Regions from separate parts of the Drosophila melanogaster genome. Here region 1 is linked to region 2. Evidence: chromatin contacts called from public Hi-C data. All regions are on one chromosome and are shown on one strand. The core of a region is the stretch at or near the end of the contact, and the rest is flanking DNA. Distances in the headings are between cores, read along the strand shown.

Evidence for each region. Hi-C and Micro-C count contacts between places; a contact is called where the count stands out from the background.
Region 1: a contact with region 2 is called in a Hi-C map of the Kc167 cell line, with 2.5 times the contacts expected there. The contact joins the promoter of RhoGAP93B here to the promoter of Atpalpha in region 2. A contact is called at or near these places in 4 of 107 Hi-C or Micro-C datasets (the D17-c3 cell line, the Kc167 cell line and the S2 cell line).

Annotation. Positions count from the first base shown.
Region 1 is chr3R:21,096,286-21,100,752 of dm6, reverse strand. It overlaps RhoGAP93B (Rho GTPase activating protein at 93B), which reads left to right and starts at 2,926. Exons shown (of 14, transcript NM_142682.2): 1 at 2,926-3,502. The coding sequence starts at 3,483. It overlaps CG7044, which reads left to right. Exons shown (of 6, transcript NM_142683.3): 3 at 1-963; 4 at 1,028-1,232; 5 at 1,291-1,463; 6 at 1,531-2,524. The coding sequence ends at 2,424.
Region 2 is chr3R:20,946,585-20,950,650 of dm6, reverse strand. Atpalpha (Na pump alpha subunit) reads right to left here and starts at 1,937. Exons shown (of 10, transcript NM_001275861.1): 1 at 1,822-1,937.

The DNA of each region.
Region 1 (4,467 bases), core at 1,677-4,176, 150 kb before region 2:
TCCTACATACTACAGCAGACGCTGGTGCTCGAGGAGCGCACCACTCTGATCATCCTGCTCAAGGAGCATCACGACTTCGAGATTACCGTTTGGAAGCTGATCGATATGACCCACAACCCGTACTTTACTGAGAAGATCTTCACCACACTGAGCAGCTACAACTTTGCCCTGCTGTTGCACGAAAAGTTGCTGAATCCGAACGCCACCGAGCCGTCGGAGGAGTTCACCGAGTTCGGGTTGGCATTCTTTAATCTCATGAAATTCCTTATTACCCGCAAGGACGGCTTGAGTTTTGTGAAGTTGGCGGAGCTCAATCATGTACTTTGGAAAAAACTTGGACCTCGTGCGCCCAAGGAAATTGTCATCCAACAAGAGCGCGTTACGTTTGAAAACCAGCTAATCTGCTTTCACATGCTGCCGTTGCTCTTCTCCATGAAGTACGCACAGAAGATCGCCGACGAGGAGAGCAAGATAGAGCTCTTCGACGCCTATGTTGTCAAGTTGCTGGAGATCTCCTGCGAACAGACCTTGCGGCTCTGCTACACAATGCGGGACAACTTCTTTTCTGCAGACGGCATGGCTGTTGGCTTGGTGACGGCCGGCCTGGCAAACAAGTGCATACATAGCCTGTTGGCCCTGGAAAACGTTCTCGATCGAGAGCAGGCGGTTACTGTGTGCCAAGCTTTGCTATATGTGCTCCGCGAGGCAGTGGCCATGAGTGTCATCACAAATAATGGGGAGGATGACTGTCACAGCGTGAGCAGCGCGGGCAGCTCCTACCTAAAATTGTACCCCCGGGGCACCGAACAGGTCGTTAACGATCCACAAGTTTTGCATTCCGTAATGGTGGGTTTGCGCACCTTGATCGAACGCTTTAAGATCACGTGGAAGGAGTCGGTGGAGACCATTGGCCTGGTCAATTGTCTGGCATTTGTCCTGGAGAACACAAGCATGGATGCTAGGGTAAGCAAAACAAACTCTCATTTCTAGCGGGTTAAAATAGTAAAATGTGATTCTTCATTTGCAGTGCACTGTCCAAGCGCTGAAGCTCGTCCAACTCGCTGTGGAGCATTTCCTTTCACCGAACATGGCTCTTTTGGTGGACAACTTGCAGGGCTCCGCGCTGGTCTGTCTGGGTCCCATTATTGTGAAGCGAATGCACGACACAATGTGGGAGGTGCGTGACACAACGCTGGAGCTTACCACCTCTATAGCCAGTATCTCCCGCATCAGTAAGCGTGTGATTATCTTAACGTAGTGCCTAACATTAATGATACGTTGCTTCTACAGAGTTTCCCGCCTTCCAACGCTTTCTAATCGACTCAAAGATACCCCCGATAGTTTACGAAATGGCCAAGAATGACTCGGAAGTCTATGTAAGAGCGTCTGCCTTCCAGTGTCTTTCCCAAATGGTCTCCATAAACCTTTTGTGGGAGAATGGTCTAAGCCAGCTCGATCTTGTAGTGAGTTAATCTATTTACACATATACTCGGAAAAAATTATTAATTAAACACTTTGAATTCTCGACAGGACCATCTTTTGTTTGTAATGTATCGGGAGACCAACGATATCGTGAGATCCGAGGCCGTGATTACGCTGATGAAGATCTACGAGCACCGCAAGATCCACGAGAAGTACAAGAACACCCTCTTCTCAACCCTCAACTATTGTGTAATCGGGGATCATCACACGGAGGTGAAGCTGAATGCTTTAAATTTTTGGCGCCGCGAGTTCTACCGCCAGTTTAGCAATCAGGGCATGATAGATGGCTCTTTTCCCACAGTGACCTTCTCTAAGGAGCAGAAGAAGATTGTCACGCTGACGGAGAAAGAGATCCAAACCAGCATTGCCAAAGTTTTTGGTGAAGTACAGCAGTACGGATATTTTGGCATCCTACTCAAGTGCCTGCGCGAGGAGACTTCAATGGAGGTTTTGGAATTCCTCATTAAAGGCGTCAAGACCATGACGGAGAAGTTCGAGCGCTACAAGGGCATAATGGAGGAGATTGAAATGAGATCGCCGCTCTCAGACAGAGAGCGGCCAAGATTCGACTTCCCGTCCCAGCCGCAGCCAACTCCGATTCCACAGCAGCCACCGGTCAATCCCACCGAGGCGGACGAAGTCATCGAGTCCATATTGAACTCGCAGGATGCACAGCTCCTGGAGAAGGCGTTTGAGACCCAGATGCAGATAAACGCGCAAGGGAAAACAGCGGAGAAGCGGCACATCGATGAGTTCTACTATAAGCAGTTCGCGGTGCCATTGCGGCAGTTCTTTGAGGAGCTCAAGACCATTGACCTGGACCAGTTGGTTAAGCAGCACCAGGAGTGGTTCGAGTGCAAGGAGAACTTTACCTCCCTGCTGGATGACATCCTCGGTGCGCTGAAGCGCGACGATGAGAACATGATTTCGGACTGTTACTAATTCCGAGCTAAGCCGTTTTCCAGTCAAAAAAAACCTCTCTGTGAAGTAAGCTAAAAGTTTTTTCCGTGAAATAGATAATATTTTTGATAACTACGTTTTGAACATAAAATGAGATTTTATTTCGCCGGCGCAGATAAAATAAATAACAATACAGTAACAAAACAATGTTTTAAATGACTAAACATATTTCAAATCAAGACGACCCATATTTAAACGTTTTTGTTCCTTTTTTTAATTTTTGGTGTGCTGGTCACACTGTTCGCGTCGTGTTTGTTTTGGTTTTCTGTTGGTGGTGACACACTTTTAGAGCGATGTGAGCCGAGTTTTTATCGATGCATCCATAAGAGAAACTACTTTTTACTTCTTACAAAAATGTTGTATAAGGTAGATTTGCCAATTTTTAAAACGCAAAAACCCGAAATATAGTAAACTTCGATATTGATAACTTAGCCGATATTATCGTATGGTGTTGGGAATCGATAGTGCCGGCACCGAGCCTTCCCACTATCGACGAGCCCATCGACTGCAGCACATCTTCAGCGCATAGATGCAGCGAAAAGCGGATCGTCTCGCGTTCGAATTTGCACGCACTGCTGCATAAATATTAAAAAAGCACTGGGAACATGCAGTTGCACAAACGGAGAGCCAAGCAAAAATATGGCCAGTGCATTATGTCATAAATGTGAAAGTGTTACAAGTTGCACTGCAGCGGCAGCCAGAACAACAATAACAACAACAGCAGCAGTAGCAGCAATAGCAACATAAACTGCACGCATGTGAAAAGGAGTGCGAGTGTGTAGAAAAAATCAATTGAGAGGAAAATTGCATATTCGCTGTCGCGGCCGAAACGAAAATAAGTGAAAGAAAATAATATATATATTTATATATATAAAGTGCGTTCGGGGTGTGTGCGTGCTTGCGAGTGTGCCTGTGTGTGTGTAGGAAAGGAGCAAGAAGCAGCAGCAGCGGCAGCAGAAGAAATAGCAAAAGGAGGCAGCAACAACAACAAGCTAGAGAAACCGCCAGCAGCAGCCCCCTAATAAAGAGCAGAGAAAAAAATGAGTTCAAGTTGTGAAAGGTGTGTGCCGTTACACTACAAACTACAACACCACCATCAGCGGCAGCAAAGAAATGCAACAACAAATACGGCAATCTCCAGACAACGCGAATGTCGAAATTGTGTATACAATTTATTAAGAAAGCAAGAGCAGCAACAACAATGACCAGCTGCAGATGCTTTTGTTAAATAAATGGCAGTCTTGAGTGCAGCTAATTTCCATGCAGTTCGAGTGGGTGGAAAAAGGAGATGGTGGGCGTGGACGTGCAAGTGGAAGTGGGAGGGAGACGAAAATGACTGCGGAAGAAACAGCATTTGCCTGCCGGAGTATGTGTGTGCGTCCGTGAGAATGCGTGTGTGGGTGGCGACTCTACCTCCCTGCGAGTTTCTCTCCCAGTCTCCCTCTCTCACTCTCGCTTGTCGCGTGCATTTTCCTTTACCTTGATTAAATTCCTGATTTATGCACTTTTTGGCTCTTTTTGTGGCCCGAGGCGCCTGCAAAATCGATTTTCTGGCAAGGCGCGGCAACAAGCGTCGTCCGCCAAATGTGCCAAATGGAGAGAGCCAGAGAGAGTACTACCAGCACTTACACCCTCTTTTACTCACCTCACCCACTCTCTCCCAACTCCCATTCTTGGCCAGTGTGTGTGTGAGTGTGTCAGGACTGCAATTTTCAAATAAGGAAAAACCGGATAATGCTCGACTAAATATGTTTGTCGGCATAGAGAAAAGACCAATTGAATGGGGGAAAACCGGCACACACACACACACACACATTAAGATGCTACGCACAATGCCGATTTTGGTAAACTTTTTGGTATCTCCTATTAATTTGCCTCAATGAATGCCATGATATGTTGAATGAAACATTGGTTTGCCGGGGGATTCGCCCGTTGTTGATTTTTGCTGCCGCTTTTGAGGGCGTTTTTCAGCAAGTTTCGAATCTCGAGAAACTTGACTGGCGGCTGGCATTCCTGAGATACATT
Region 2 (4,066 bases), core at 688-3,187:
TTGACTTCAATTGAAAGCGCATGAGTCAGCATACAAAACGAAGCCACAACGCTGGTGGGGGGATGTGAGATATACTCGTACATAACTCAGCTTTACGCGGATTTGTGCGTGAAATCATAATAGAATTTCCACTGAGCACACTGGGTTAAGATATAAGATGTCGTAGTCCGGCAGATTGAATTATAATAATTATGCAACGTTGTATTCTACACCAACAATATTATCATCAGAATTTGCCCTTGAAAATCCGTTGGGAAATGCGTCATATTTTATAAAATTAATTGTATGAAACCCAACCCAATAAACCCAACCACAAATGTTTTTAAACTTAAAATAATTTGCGTAACTTATTTTGATTCTTAAAATATGCATACCACTACAATACTAATAAAGACGTAATTTTGGAATTACATACTTAATTTTATAACAATACAAATATGCACAATATAATATATATTATAATAATTATATAATAATATCTAAATATATTCTACAAGACACTTTCAAGTCTAAGTGAGGTCTTAAGCGTTCTTTTCAAGTTTTCCCGTTACAAATAATATCTGGACCCACTGTTTGTTGCGAGTGGATTCAGACCGCTTGCTCTATAGTTTTGCATACTTTCGGGCCGTCGAACCAGTATGTGTGTGGGTGCGTGCGTGTGTGTGACCTGCCCTTAGACAAGCCCCAAAATCAATAGAGCTGGCAATACGGACTTAGAATTGGTGGTCTAGCCCTAGGAACAGAACCGAAAGCCCGGGTGGAAACAACAACCCTGGCGAAGAACTCATTACCTTCTGCGGGGTAATTAAGTGGCGTCATCGGTGGGGCATTTAGTAACTAATCGAATGGTGAGGGGGTAGGGAAGGGAAAGTAAGGGCTACGTACTGAGAAAAAAGTACGGTAAGAAGTACGTCGATTTACGCTAATGTGCCAGTGTGTGTAATTAGCAGCGCACTACTCGGCCCAATGACACCAATTCCGGAAGGAGGGAAAGCACGGAAAATGGAAAAATAAACGTGTTATGCAGGGTAGTTTCGTTCTAGAGCTCGAGATTCCAATAATGAAATCTGCGAGATGCGGCGGAATGGGGCGTGGTTCGGGAGGGGCGGCAGCAGTACCGGTTATGTAAGCCGAAAACTGGAAGATTTCCAAGCACGGAAAAGCGAAAAGCTTTCGCGCCGGGAAAGTGGAAAATTTGGGAAACTGGTCGGCCTGGAAATGCAAATTGCGCATGCCAGCTAAGCGCACCTGGAAAGCGAGAGAGAGAGAGACAGAGAGGCAGAGAGAGAGAGAGAGAGCAAGAGAAAGGGAGAGCGAATACAAATTCGAGAAAAAAGTCAAAAGCCAGGCTCTAAGCCCAGGCTATTTTTACAGATCAGCAGGTAAGCGGATATAGGCCCATCCAGATCCAATAGGATTAGTAACTGCGCCCCGTTTCACATTCGATTCCGTTTGCAGTTACCGAAAGCCCGCAAACAAATTAGTAAACTTCGTTGGGCGTCGCCTCGGCTTTGTTGTTGTTGTCGTTGCTTCTCGCTTTTTCACCAGCAACAAAACAAATAGTAGTAGCAGCAGCAGCAGCAAGAACAACACCAAAAGCAATGTACACAACACAGATACACGCACACACCCACACAGCGCACTCGGGCTTCGATTTTTCCCACTAAAAACAACGCCCGCTCAGCGTATCACTTGGCCAATTTGTTTTGGCCCTGGTTCTTTTTGGTTCCCTCGTCATGGTCTAACAACAGTTTAAACTTAACCATTTTCTCACTTAACTAACTTAGTTTTCATCGTAATCCAGGCTTTATTTTTGCTCACCTCGTAATCCGACCTTAACGCCATGTTATTTTAATTTAACTCGATTATTCCCAGGGATGTGGAAAATTTACACAATTCCAACGTATCGATATTTTAGAAGTCGTGACTACCAAATGGAGAGTTATCGGCCTATTGTATCGAATAAGCCGGTGTAGAAATCGGGATGGCAATCGGTTAAGAAAATGTAATTGTAAATATTGCATTATGAATAAAATTACTATTATAATTTGTCAATAGTCCGAACAGTCTGGTTTATTTAAAATGAAAAGTTAAGTATTTTAAATATACCTGGATATTTATTTACCGAAAGTTGTTACTATGCTACCTTCAAATATTAATATCTGGATATGTTTGGATTTCAATACTCTCATTAATAATTGCTAATTTAAAATACCAAGTTAAAAATATGTTTAATTTTTCACCTCAATTTGGAAATAACATACTTTTATGTACTTTTTATATCAACTGCAAGCGTGAAAATTACTGGAGCTGCCAGATTAAAATATACACACTACGATAGTTGCCATCTTGAATATTTACAGATATGGAGAGTTGCCAACGTTATAGTTATGTGTATTCAATTTCAAGAGATAATAAAATACCAAATACAATACGCGCGTCTTCTTGCATTCCAAACATAGGTGGCGCTGTATAAGCAAAATAATTTTAAGTGGCAGATAGAACGAAGTGTAGATGGCGTTCGTTAAACGTATAAATTAGCTACTCTCCAAGAAATGTTCAACTGGACTTGAATCTTCTCAAATTTATTTCCTATGTTCAGTATTGATCGTTGATCATTGTTGCGATGAATGGCTTCAAACGGGCCAGAGATTCTCGAAGGCTCAGCAATTCGACGATCCTGTGGGGAAAAACGCATCTTGGAGATTATAAGTTCAGCTTACTTAAACTAATTAAATTATACTTAAATTTCAAGATACACCTGATACCCCTCGTCATCATTATCCAGCAACTTATCATTGGAAGCACCAACTGAAGGTTCGCCCGAAACCAACAGACCGCGTAATTGATTATAATTAAATTATGAATTTAATTGAGAACACTATTGATAAGTACGAGTCACGATGTGGAACTCAAGACGAAGATCTTCCAATTTGTCAGTGTAATGGAGCTATAAACATAACAATCCTCCAAACGACCAGGCATTTGGAAAACTTATCTCCGTCCGCACAAGATCTCATTTTATCATCCGAAATGCTGACCTCCACTTGGTCGAAGCTGAATTTATCGCAACTCTAAACCCCAAATATAATCAGGATAATTAGATGTCTCAAGTCATTTTGTTCTTGAAGGCTAGCATGTTCTATCTAAGTTAGCTTCCCAGCAAAATGGCATCTAAATTTCTACAGATTCATTCAATTGATCAATTCGGTGACCAATTACAAGGAAATGCCAAATTTGCACACTCTTACAAAGAGCACAGTTTGCACGGTTTCATTTGCCCTTACCTTCTCCGGAAGCTTCAATTGGTTTATCCGGTTAATTAATATTTTGAAATCAATTGTTGTCGACACGAGCACAAACAAGGAAGCAGCTCCAAAGGGGCTGCGGTTGCTTAGGCGAAACGACTTTTCGCTCAGCTGCAGAGCAACCCACTTTCCACTTTGCCCATCCTTTTGCCCGCCCTCTCATCCTGCGGCCCCGTCAATCGATTCAATATCCCATGGCCATTAGAAGGAAGCCGGCTCGACTACAAAATTGAGCCCACATAAGCTGAGGGGAAATCGCCTTGTTGCCACTGCCACTGTCTTCGGGTTTGGCTTTCGCTTTTGCTTTTGCTTTGGCATTGGCTTTGGCTCAAATAACCTGAAAGGCCCAATCAACAGGTGTCTTTGCCTCTGCTGCGTGCTGGTGCTTAGTGTTTCTGTGTGTCTGGGTGTTTGTGGTTCAACAACCGGGCCACCGGCGGCAAGGAGTCAGCTTCACGGCCGAGTCGGATGCCTCGGTGTGTGCCAAGCCAAATGGCGAGAAATAAAACTGGAATAATTCAATAGGAGGCGTGGCCAGCCCACTAAGCCCATGGGTAGGAAGTGGAGGGGGGGGGGTGTGTGGGTATGGCTGCGATGGTTGGATTCAGTTCGGAGAAGGCAGCTTCATAGCTTGCGTAATGAATGTCCTTAGCAGGCTGGGCACGTTTCATGTTTTTTCGTTCATGTTTGCTCTGCCAGGCTCCTGGAATCCCCCATCCAGGCCGCCAATTTGGAGCCAAACGGAAGGACCAGAATGC